2 separate regions of the Mus musculus genome follow, and region 2 is linked to region 1. Evidence: chromatin contacts called from public promoter capture Hi-C data. All regions are on one chromosome and are shown on one strand. The core of a region is the stretch at or near the end of the contact, and the rest is flanking DNA. Distances in the headings are between cores, read along the strand shown.

Region 1 (6,257 bases), core at 2,513-5,012:
AGTCTTTCTCAAAAAACAAACAAAACAACAAAAATACTAGAAAGCAGGCTAGAGGTATGGCTCATTTGGTAGAGCACTTGCCTATCAGGGTTAAAGCTCTGGGTTCCATCCCTAATATTAGCTATGGACATGCATTTTCAAAAAGTTCTTCCCGGGGCTGGTGAGATGGCTCAGTGGGTAAGAGCACCCGACTGCTCTTCCGAAGGTCCAGAGTTCAAATCCCAGCAACCACATGGTGGCTCACAACCATCCGTAACAAGATCTTCTGGAGTGTCTGAAGACAGCTACAGTGTACTTACATATATTAATAAAATAAATCTTAAAAAAAAAAGTTCTTCCTAAGGCTGGAGAGATGGCTTAGAGAGTTCAGAGCACTGACTGCTCTTCCAGAGGTCCTCAGTTCAATTTCCAGTAACCACACTCTGGCTCACAATCATCTATAATGAGATCTGGTGCCCTCTTCTGACATGCAGATATATATGCAGAACACTGTATATAATTAATAATTTTTTTTTTTTAGATTTACTTGCCTTTAATCCCAGCACTTGGGAGGCAGAGGCAGGTGAATTTCTGAGTTCAACACCATCCTGGACTACAGAGTGAGTTTCAGGACAGCCAAGGCTACACAGAGAAACCCTGTTTCCAAAAAAAAAAAAAAAAAAAAGAAAAAGAAAAAAAAAAAGACACACCAGAAGAGGGAGTCAGATCTTGTTGCGGATGGTTGTGAGCCGCCATGTGGTTACAGGGATTTGAACTCTAACTTCTTACTACTGCCTCCCATCCCTGCTCTCTCTCTCTCTCTCTTCTGTGTAGCCTTGGCTGCTCTGGAACTCTCTCTGTAGACCAGGATGCACTTGAACTCAGAGATCCAACTGCCTCTGACTCCAAAGTGTTGGGATTAAGGGTGAACACCACCACCTGGCCACCTGACACTCTTTCACTCACTAATCATCAATCATCCTTGGTTACTCCTAGCAACAGCCAGGGCCCAAAAGGGAAGGTTTCAACCTCTTTCCCTGTCCCTGTAGCAGAAGTATCCCCCAATTATTTTAAATATTAATACAACAATAAGCCCATGATTGGACAGGGGAAAGGGAAGCAGCGCTAAGAGTTTCAGAGACAGAGACTGGGACAGGTGGAGGGAGAAGGAAGGAAGATGGAGGAAGAGAAATGATCCAGATTCCGTGTGGCTTTAAATGGCCACAGGTGCTATGAATATCATAGAAGGGATGGAATAATACATTGTCTTATCTAGTTGGGCATTTTATATCAATATCAATTGGCTCTGAGTTCATTGTGTGGGCATTTTATGGGGTGAGAATTTACTGATATATATCTGACTTATAAATTACAAGCCTCTAGAGGTTTTTTTCTGTTTTTGTTTTTCTTTTTCAAGACAGGGTTTCTCTGTGTAGCCCTGGCTGACCTGGAACTCACTCTGTAGACCAGGCTGTCCTCGAACTCAGAAATTCGCCTGCCTCTGCCTCCCAAGTGCTGGGATTAAAGGCGTGTGTCACCACGCCCGGTTTAGAGTTTTGATTTTACCAAGTTACTGGGATTTTGAACCACTGACTACAGGCTGGGAATGTGAGCAAAATCCACGTCAAGAAAACTGGGAGATGTGCGGTCTCTGCCATAGAGGCATCGGGGTCACCGGAGCCCAAGAGTAGCCAGTGAAAGCGTGTGATGGTGCACTTTTTAATATTTCCTGCAACACCTCCCTTTTCTTCCCTATAATCATCCCACCTTGTAAGAAGATGCAAGTCTCTAGTTCTTCCACAGTCCTCCCTCAGCAGGCTTTCCCACCAAAATAAAAGTCCTTGCACTATCTTAAGCTCATAATTTCCTATCTTCTCAATGTTATTTCACCTAGCACATCATAGAACCAATTTGGTTAGGCCCAAGGCGGTGGTGCTTGCCTTTAATCCTCCACTAAACAAGCAAAGGCAGGCGAATCTTTGTGAGTTCTAGGCTAGCCTAGGCTACCTGAGAATTTCAGGCTAGCCAGGGCCATTTAGTGAGACCCCATCACAAAAACCAACTAATCTACTAACCAACCACCCACTCAAACAAACTAGAAACCTGGGAACACATTCTAGGCTGGAGCTAGAAGAGGTGACTTAGTCCCTAAACCCCAGCACTTGAAAGGCTAAGATTGTAGGACTACAGAGCTACAGTGTTGGAGGTCAACCTGGGCAAAAGTAAGATGCTGTCTCAAAATAAAAATAGCCTGTAAAATGACTTAGCAGGCAAAGACGCTTGCATGAGCCTCTGACTGCACATGTAGGTTATTGTTGTATACCGGCCCGCGGCCCACTTGGGCCTACACCTGGGAGGCAGGCTGGGGCTGAAAGAGACTAGACTTCGAGAGAAATTAATGGAGACCAAGACATGATTCTGTTCAAGGCCCGCCAGTTTACTAAGAGAGTGTGCTCATAACAGGGAAGGCCCATCCCCTGCCAGTCCATTTCTGGTGTCTGGAGCCAGCCTGTAGGCGACTTGCAGGATAGGGTGTTCTTCAGGTATATCTCAGCGGCCTCTCAGCAGGTAGCAGTGTCTTGGAGGAGCAGTGGCAGGTGGCAGAACAATAGAGCCATCTAGGCAGGAAGGCTCCACCCCAGGTAATCTCCCTAGTGGCCTCAAGGTCAAGGTCTGGATCAGCTTGTTTCAGGCTGGGGGAGGTTACAGCTTATGGCACTGGTGTCCCCTCCCTCAACAAAAATAAATAAATGTAAAGAAAAGAACAAAGAACAATTACGATTGTGCCGGAATAGACTGGGTTCATATGTGGTAGTGTGCAGCAGTGGAATACACCTAGACAGCAAGCTGGTGAGGGGACAGTTACAATACATATGGAGGTAACTTGCACATGGGGGCAAAGCTTGTGGGGAGAGTTGCTGGAGAACTATGTTGTTGTGGTCTGAGGAACTTCATAGAACTGTCTAATACATGTAAATCAAGGCAGTATACTGTTTATAAACACAAAGGCCAGGATGACTGCTTGTTAACTTTATGCCTGTAGGACTAAAATCAGTAGCTGGGTAGGGGGTTGCTCAGTAGGTCTGAGTTGATTCCCACCCCGCTCCAGATAGAGGATAGGAAAACAAAAGAAAAAAGATGGGCGCAACTCTGATTATAAAATAAATTAAGTCGTGCAGGGTGTGGTAGTGCATGCTTTAATTTCCAGCACTCTCGAGGCAGAAGCAGGTGGGGCTCCATGAGCTCGGGGTCAGCAGGATCAACATAGTGAGGCCCAGGCTATGTTGCAATATGTTGCTACACGTTGCTACATAGTGAAACCTTATTTCAAAAAGAAAAAAAAAAGCCAAAAGAATTACTTTGGATGCGTTTTCGCTACATCTCTGGAAACCCCACCCATTTCAGGCAAGACGTCACCCGAAACTTCTGTCTCCAAGGCAACAGAGAGCGTCCTGGGAACTAGTACTGCGCAGGAGACCTGTGCAGGGCTGGCTCCGCCCACACGCACTTCCGGGTGCGACTTTGCGCCCATCCCCTTTCAACGCTCCCTCTCTGTTCCAAGAATGCCGAGACGCAGGCATTTCCAGTTTCTTCTTTAGAGAAACAGAGCTCCCGCTGACCATGCATAACGCGTCCGTCGGTCCCTTTGCTACCAGACCAGACGTGTACGTCATGCTCGGGGTGCCTTGGTAGCTATAAGCCCCGCCCCCTGACCCTAAGCATAGTGCGTCACGCGCAGAGCCTCCTGGGAGTCGTCTGTCCCGCCCCCGGGCTGGCTCTGCAAACTACAGCTCCCGGCAATCTGTGCGGCGCCCCGCGACTGTAGTCGGGGAGCCGTGGTGGGGCTCCCTGGTGGGCTAGCGCAAGAGAGGCGGCCTTGCTAAACACTGTTAGGGGGCGGAGGACGGCGGGCTGCAGCTGGCGTCTCGGTGGCGAGCCGAGGCTCCACTGTCAGCCTCTGCGCTGCTCAGGGGCGGGTATTCCTGGGCCGAACGAGCGCGGAAACTCTTGGCAAGTGGGGGGCCGGGCCGGGCGTCCTCCCAGCGACGGGGGCGGTGGCACGGGGCCTAGGGGTCCTGATCGTCCTGACGGGGCTGCGGTTTTGTTGGCTGACCTCGGCCCTTCAGCGCGACGGGCTTTTGGTGCTTCTCCCCCTGGACCCAGCTCGTGCCCGTTGCGCGTTCTCGGTGCGTGGGGGTGATGCAGCGTGTCCCAGCCACCAGACCCATGGGAGCTTTTTAAGGCGACCAGCGGCCTCTGTCCCTTCTCAGATGTTAACTGCGTCTCAGCACCCCTGGCCATAGGTTTGGATCTCCTGGGGCTTTCAGAGAGGAAGGTCAGCACGGCGGAGGCCAGTCCCAAGTCTCCAAGCATCAGGGCTCCTGCCCGATTCTCAAGGCGGGTGGGGGACACTGGACCTCCAGACAGGTGAGCGCTTGACAGTTCGGGTTTGGTTTGTTTCTCTTGAGGATGCCGTCTGATGTGTCAGGGTTTGTGTTTCTGTTTAAATGTGCTTGAGTGGACTGGGCAGTGAGAAATCGTCCTTTCTGCCTCCTTTGGGTTCAGAACCAATAAGAAAAGCAGAGATGCCAGGAAGGCTCTTAAGGAGCTAGTGGGCTTGGGGACAGAGCAAGATTGGCTGCTTATAGAATGTCTCCTGGCTATATATTCCACTGTGGCCTGTTGCTTCTGATGCAACAAGTATCTGAATGTCATTATCCCACCCAAGGTCAGCCCTAGGCAGGGTGGTGAACCCCAAGCTACAGTGTACCTAGAGTTCCCCAGAGATTAGTAGCCATGATACCCCTGAACCTTAATGATGTCCCCCAGCAGATGTCTTGGTGCAGGGTAGATCTGGTTTCCTGGCCTCTGTGTCTTCAGTTGACATTCTTGTTTGATTCTACTAGCATCTAGGACATCCACCTGCCTAGTAGGGGCCTCTGATGAACCAGTTTTGTTAGACATTTTTCAATTCAACAGTATCTCCGACACCACCAGAGGTATAGGGAGATATACTCGAGTCCTGAATCCTCTCTATGTCATGTAGTTTTATTCATTTGAATAAAGGCAATCTGCTAACTTTTATACTATAACATGACTTAATTTTTTTTTAAAGATTCATTTATTTATTATATGTAAGTACACTGTAGCTGTCTTCAGACAATCCAGAAGAGGGAGTCAGATCTTGTTATGGATGGTTGTGAGCCACCATGTGGTTGCTGGGATTTGAACTCTGAACCTTCGGAAGAGCAGTCGGGTGCTCTTACCCACTGAGCCATCTCACCAGCCCATGACTTAATTTTTGTGGCTGATTGGAGATTCCCAATAAAATATTCATATAATAAGGGGCAGCATCCCCCTACATTGTCCTGATAATTCTGACCTATTAAATGTCCTGGCATGGTGTCCCACAAATGCTTTTTTTACCCCCAAAGATTTATTTATTAATTATATGTAAGTACACTGTAGCTGTCTTCAGACACACCAGAAGAGGGAGTCAGATCTCGTTATGGATGGTTGTGAGCCACCATGTGGTTGCTGAGATTTGAACTCAGGACCTTCGGAAGAGCAGTCGGTGCTCTTAACCACTAAGCCATCTCACCAGCACCCCCACAGATTCTTTTAATCCCAACACTTGAAAGGAATTTGGTCTGTATAGTGAGATCCAGGCTAATGAAGGCCACATTAAAAAAAAAAGAGAGAGAGAGAGAAGAAGAAAGTTTGTTTGTTTAAGGAAGGAACACTGGTAGCAACAGCAGGCAGAATGGTCACTATCTAGTTTTGGTAGTAAATACTGTGTGTAAAACTGCCTCTAAAATGATCTTTCCCCAGCCTGGCTCCCTGACTTCCTGTTTGGTTTGCTGTATTCTGTGTTGGCAATGGCTGCTAGTTTCTCACAGGAAGTTTTGGTGGCTGAGCCAATTTGTGGCCCAGGAAGTAGCAACTAAATGCCTGGGATGTTGACTAAAGGCTTCTTTGTGTCCTAAGGTGAGTTTTTGTTGTTTGTTCATTTGTCTGGTTTTTGTTTCTCCTAGATTTTCAAGACAGGGTTTCTTTTTATAGCCTTGGCTGTCCTGGAACTAGCTCTGTAGACCCAGCTAGCCTTGAACTCACAAAGGTCTGCCTGCCTCTGCCTCCTGAATGCTGGAATTAAAGGCGTATAGCCTGGACTGAGGTGAGTTCTACTTCTGCTGAGGCACATTTGTCAAGCAAATCCTCATCCTTTAGCCTACCTCACTATACTTGTAAATATCTATAGCAATAGCTCCAGGAGTGTT
Region 2 (6,094 bases), core at 850-3,349, 200 kb before region 1:
ACTGACGGCAAAACTTTGGTCAGTGAGCAGCACAGGCCCCATACCCCTAGCTCAGCCTCAATGGGAGTTCCTCCCATGCTCCGGATGACATAAGCAGTCATCCCAGCCCAAGATACTGACCACATAGGACACATTTAACTAACTGTTATCTCTCCTGGGATCTGTATCCATAAGGAGAGAGACGTGGGCCAAGTCTCAACAGCAACCTGAAGACAACCAACAGCCCTGCTGCCATCTTGGATCCTACGGTTTCCACCGCCAACTGGAGGCACCAGCAACTATCATCAGCACCACAAATATCATGGTGACCAGCCATGGCCCAGTCTGCTTTCCTTACGTAGGCATCCACAATGACGCTGAGGAGCCATCAAGCTTAGATTTTTCTGCAGGCCTGCTGCTGTCCCCTCTAGATGTGTGTTCCCTGAAAGAAAGCTTTTAGCATCCCTCCCCATAGTTCCTTTAGCCCTGAAGCTGTGCCAGGCCCTGCTGCCCTTAAACTGAACTTATAGAAGGGGAATGGCTGCACGTTTACAAAAGTTACCTGACATCACAGGTGCCCATCATTACATGACTACCAAGAAAGGTGCCAAAGTATACATTTTTAAATTACAAAGCCCAGTTCTTGGGCACTGGCAAACGTTCTTCCCAAAGAGATTTACAACTCCAGGGGAAAAGGATGAGAAAACAAAACTGACAAGAAAGTAAAGAATACTACCTTGACCACACATCCCTGAATAGAGCAGAATTACACGGTAGGGGGAAGAGGCAATAAGTCACTGAGTACATTACATGGGGATTTAATAGCTGTTCCAAAAATTTCAGAACTGTGGCAGAGAACAAAACTTTCCCAGTGGTGGTAGGGGGCATTGGGGAGCCAGGTCAATGAATATGCTTCATCGTTTAAGCTAATTAGTATTTAGTCAGTATGAGATCTACAGAGTGAGTTCCAGGACAGCTAGGGCTACACAGAGAAACCCTGTCTCGAAAAACCAACCAACCAAACAAGACAAAAAAACAAAAACAAAAAAACAGTATGAGAAGTTGCGTCTGCTAAGGCCCTGTGATGCAGTGAGTTGAGAAGACTCGAAGTTTTAGCCAAGATGACCTAGAGACCGGGACCATGAATAGGAAAGTGCTCCCCACACCCTGCACACATGCAGGAAGTAAAACCCAGGGACATTTGGGAGGTTCTGAAACCCCAGGTTTTTTTCTTTGTTTGTTTGGTTTTTCGAGACAGGGTTTCTCTGTGTAGCCCTGACTGTCCTGGAACTCACTCTGTAGACCAGGCTGGCCTCGAACTCAGAAATCCGCCTGCCTCTGCCTCCCAAGTGCTGGGATTAAAGGCGTGCACCACCACCGCCCAGCGAAACCCCAGATTTCAAACGGTTGTTTTCTCTTTCACAGCCATCCTATGCTATTGGTGATCTTAGAGGTCTAGATCTATGTTTTCTACGATGAACAAATATACTTTTAACAATTCGGGATAGACCAGACACAAAGACTGGTTACTGATCTGAAGGATAGCAAGCAACCTGAACATGAAGAAGCGCTTGGGGGTGGTGGTGGTGGTGGTAGTGGTGGTGAGCAGAAGTAAGAGGGGCTTTGAAACAACCGTCCAAATGCAGGAGCGGAAAGTCGCCAGGACGATTTCTGTGCTGGATTCAACACCACCGACAGGCGAGGCTCATTTCACCTCACGACCATCGTAAGCAGCCCAGGTACAGAAGCTGGCCCTCCGTGACTCATATCGAGCTCTAGGACCAGGAATCAAACCCACATCTCGTCGACCCCCCGTGCCAGACAGAGAAAAGGGAGGCACTGGCTCTGAAACTGTCTACTCCGGCTTCCGCTCCCTGGGACGAGCAGATGATCAAACGGCTACGGAGATGAAGGGACCCATCCGACTCTCCGGACGCCGCGGAAGATGCTTAGGACTCGGACTCACCCAAGGGAGTGACCCTAATCTCGGGCATGGTCAGGGAGGTCGCCTCGAACCACGGCTCCACGGCTCGCGTGCACCGCCCGCAGGAGAGCCGCAGGCAGACCCCGCGCGCGCTCACATCAGACGCCCGGCCGCGGCGAGTCCCTCCGCACTGCGCGCAGGCGCAACCGCCGAGACCGCCCCCTTCCTGCCCTCGCGCCGGAAACGCAGGCGGATATGTCGAGTTCTAATTGGATGATCAGCAACCAATTGGGATGGCTGGCGGGGCAGCGGAGGGCGGGGCAGAGGCTGGACTTTGGGTTGCAGCTCCAGGTTTCTGCTCAACCGCAGGCTCCGAGCTTGAGGGGAAAGCATGGGGACGGGGACCCTTACCTGACGTGAACCAGGCGGCAGAGCCACGTCTCTGTACACCACCGGGGCGGACTGGCAAAGAATCGTCTCCCACAGCAGCCTAATTGTAGCTTTGATCAACCCTCCCCATCGCTGGCCTCTGCTGCACCCTTTGCCCTCCGCGGGAGTAGAGACCACCACTCCCCCACCATCGGAACCCATCTCAGGTGAGATTTGTAGACTTCTCTGCACCACCCTGGCTTGCTGCTACGCCTAGGTGTATGCTGGGTGCCAGCTTGTGGGCCTTTGCCCGGCTGTCCATCCTGTTTAGCTTGATCATCAGAGGGAGCTGGATCACCTTCCGGGAGCTGGCGAGCTGCTCTCCCTTCCTGTTCTTTCCGGGTTTACCGCGGACAGTTCTAAGAGGCTACTTGGCTCAGGCTCTGGGCAGGAAGGCCTGGCCGCAGGATTGTTAGGTGGCCAAAAAAGAACTGGGGTGAGGGGGGCGGCATAGAGACTATTGACCCACGGGACAGCAAACAGGCCGAGGGTGTATCGCAAGATTCTGGGCGTCGCCAACTTTGAGGCCCAGGCGGGGCTGTCCCTGACACCTAAACACAAGGTGAGCCCATCTCCTAAGTCTGGAACTTGCGACAGGCATCCAGTCCAACCCATGAGGCCCTGTCACCATTTACATGGACCGGGGAGACATGTAGACCACACTCCCAGAGCTGAAGGACTGAGACCTAGGACTGTGTGAAGGAAAGAAAAAACTTGCACACAGATACGTTGCACACTGGATAGGGGTGGGTTTTTGAAGGCCTGATGGTACAGAGGTTAAGGCAGGAATCCACAAGAATCTCCAGGACTGGTGGTAAGTGTTGGACATAAGTGTAATGCAGCCACATCCCACAGAGTTGGTCCTGGACATCAAGGCAAGGCTGTTAAGATAGCAGGAAAGGTAGGGACTGGGTGCTTAGAGTGACCCATCCAACATGTGAACACAAAAGGAGCCTAGTGGCACAAACTTGTAGTTCTAGCTACTCGGGAAGCAGAAAGATTGAAAGTAAAAGGCCTAGTTTGACATGGTGGCACACACCTTTAACCCCAGCACTTTAATCCCAGACAGGCAGATCTGAGTTCAAGATCAGCCTGATTTACAGAGTAAGCTCCAGGACAGCCAGGGTTACACAGAGAAATCTTGTCTTGAAAAAACAAATTAAAAAAGAAAGTTAAAGGCCTGCCTAGGCTATTACCTGTCCAGCATACAAGAGGCCCTTAGGTTCAGTTCCCACAACTGTAAATAAATAAATAAGCAAGTAAGTGTGGAGACTTAAGTTTGTGGAGTGACTGTAAAAATGCTTACAGAATACAGAGCCCAGCCTTACCTTAAGGCCTTTATCCTAGACCAATTCCAGAATGTTCTCTAGAGCTAGTGGGAGAACTTGTAGCAATCCTTTGTATGTGGTATGACCTTTGGTCCAGCTACCCTGGTTTTTGGGGACACATACCATTTCAACAACAGGAGTATCCATCTGTCTGTCTAGCAGATGCCAACCCACAGCCTCTGCTTTAATTTTGGGGGATACACCCCGGATAAAGGAAGGGAAAGCCTCACACCCTCTCCTTGTGTGAGGACCACTTATTTTATTTAAAGTCCCTGTTTTTGTTTTAGTGCAACTTCCCATCAGAATGCTGGCCTAATCCAGTGAGGTCCGGGTGTGGCCAGGATCCAGGGCTGTGCCCACCTTTTAGGGACATTCCCCTAAATTCCCCTAATGCACGAAACATGCTCTAAGGAAGAGAAAAAACGAAACTGTAAGAAGCAACAGCAGATGCCATCAGTGCAGCTGTGAAGTCTCAGGTCAGGAACAGATTAGCCTGAAGGACAAGGAGCAGCCATGGCAAGATCTGTGGGTACAGGACTAAAGGGCACAGCAGGGTCAAAGTGGCTTGTGGAAAAGCTTGTGGTTTCTGGTGAAAGCACTCAGGTGAAGGGATAGAACTTCACCGTGATTCTCAGGAGACAGTTTTAGCACTGCACTATTTCTTTCAGATCTTCTGCCCAATCTCTTCCTGAGAAAATGAACCACAGAATGAGATAATCCACCATGACGACTACACGTTCTGTGTGAAACTGTTTCAGCTTGTGTTGGAAGATGGATGACTCAGAGAAAGATTTCAACCTTAAAGTCGTCCTGGTCAGCTTCAAGCAGTGTCTCACTGACAAGGGAGAGGTGCTGCTGGACCACTATATTGCCGGCTGGAAGGGACTTGTCAGGTGCGTCTACTGGGGCTGCTGAAGGTAGCAGCTTTGCCAGCCAGAGTCCACATGGGACCTCTGCATCCCGCATGGCATAGGAGGATGGGAGCAGCTAGCAGACTATCTGGCTTTCCTGCCTTTGCCACCAGACAGACACGTGCTCCAGCAGGCTCAAGGCATCTTCCCTGTACTACAGGATTGCTGCCAGTATGAGTAGAGCTTCAAATTTATGCTTCCTTTCGCAGGTTTCTAAACAGCCTGGGGGCCGTCTTCTCATTCATTTCCAAGGATGTGGTCGCAAAGCTGCAGATCATGGAGCGTCTGAGAAGCAGCCCACAGTCTGAACACTACGCTAGCTTGCAGTCCATGGTAGCCTACGAGGTGAGCAACAAGCTGGTGGACATGGATCACCGTTCCCATCCCCGACACCCTCACTCAGGCTGCCGGACTGTGCTGCGCCTACATCGTGCTCTGCACTGGCTACAGCTGTTCCTGGACGGCCTGCGCACCAGCTCTGAGGATGCTCGTACCTCCACACTCTGCAGTGAGGCCTACAATGCCACGCTGGCTAACTATCACTCCTGGATAGTACGTCAAGCTGTCACTGTGGCCTTCTGTGCCTTACCCTCACGCAAGGTCTTCCTCGAGGCCATGAATATGGAGTCCACTGAGCAAGCAGTGGAGATGCTGGGGGAGGCCCTGCCCTTCATTGAGCATGTGTATGACATCTCCCAGAAGCTCTATGCTGAGCATTCCCTGCTAGACCTGCCCTAGGCGTGGACTTACCCTGCTCAGAACTGGGTTTAGGCAACCTGGGACTACTCCCACAGCAGTGCTTTCTGGATACTACTATCACCCCTGAAAGCTGAGCTTGTTGAGAGCCACAGTCTGTGATAGGAAAGGTGTTAGGCAGCTGAACCAAGAAAGGTGGGTGCTGGCCGTCCTCTCAGTCCGGGATGAGACAATGGAACTCCAGTTTTGCCCTCCACTTCAGCTTATGTGTGTGTTCAGGCAGTCTTGATGGAAGTGCAGATGGCAAATGGAGAAGATGGGGGCTGGGGGTGTCATGGACCTGCAACAACCCAAGGTTGCTCTACCTCCTGTGTACAATCTGAAATGGTGTAAGGACGCGGGACCCTGGAGCTGTCTTCCTCGCAGCCAGCATGCCCAGCCACTGTGTGTCCTCCTGAGTTCATCTTGAGCCTTAGACACAGCACTGGTGCCAGGCAAACAGTCCTGGGCCTACATGCTTGGGGCCTCTTCATATTCCAAAAGCTGTCTTTGGGTAAGATGAAGTTCCTCTGGCAGTGGCATGAGTGCTGAAGGCTCTTTCCCTGCCCTTCACCTGCTTTCTTGATAGTCTCTCTGCATACCAAACAGGCCCTTGTCTCCTGGGAAATGGAAACTATGAAATCAATAGCTGAGGCTTCTCTAGGAAAGCCTGCCCTGGTCAGTACAACCTGTTTCACAGCTTCTATAGAATAGTTACATCAGCCTTCTGAAGATGGCCTCTTAGAGCACATGCACCCCCAAGATTCTAAGATGTCAATACTAACTGA

The links. Capture Hi-C pulls out chosen DNA fragments and counts their contacts.
Region 2: a contact with region 1 is called in a promoter capture Hi-C map of pancreatic islet. The contact joins the promoter of Ints11 here to the promoter of Mib2 in region 1. A contact is called at or near these places in 1 of 115 datasets of contacts at active chromatin or transcription factors (effector CD8 T cells) and 2 of 9 other capture datasets (liver and pancreatic islet).

The regions. Positions count from the first base shown.
Region 1 is chr4:155,666,724-155,672,980 of GRCm38.p6, reverse strand. Mib2 (mindbomb E3 ubiquitin protein ligase 2) reads left to right here and starts at 3,762. Exons shown (of 20, transcript NM_001369164.1): 1 at 3,762-4,407; 2 at 5,812-5,967.
Region 2 is chr4:155,865,572-155,871,665 of GRCm38.p6, reverse strand. Ints11 (integrator complex subunit 11) reads right to left here and starts at 2,099. Exons shown (of 17, transcript NM_028020.3): 1 at 1,946-2,099. The coding sequence starts at 1,973. It overlaps Cptp (ceramide-1-phosphate transfer protein), which reads left to right and starts at 2,226. Exons shown (of 3, transcript NM_024472.4): 1 at 2,226-2,499; 2 at 4,329-4,553; 3 at 4,781-6,094. The coding sequence starts at 4,432. The coding sequence ends at 5,309.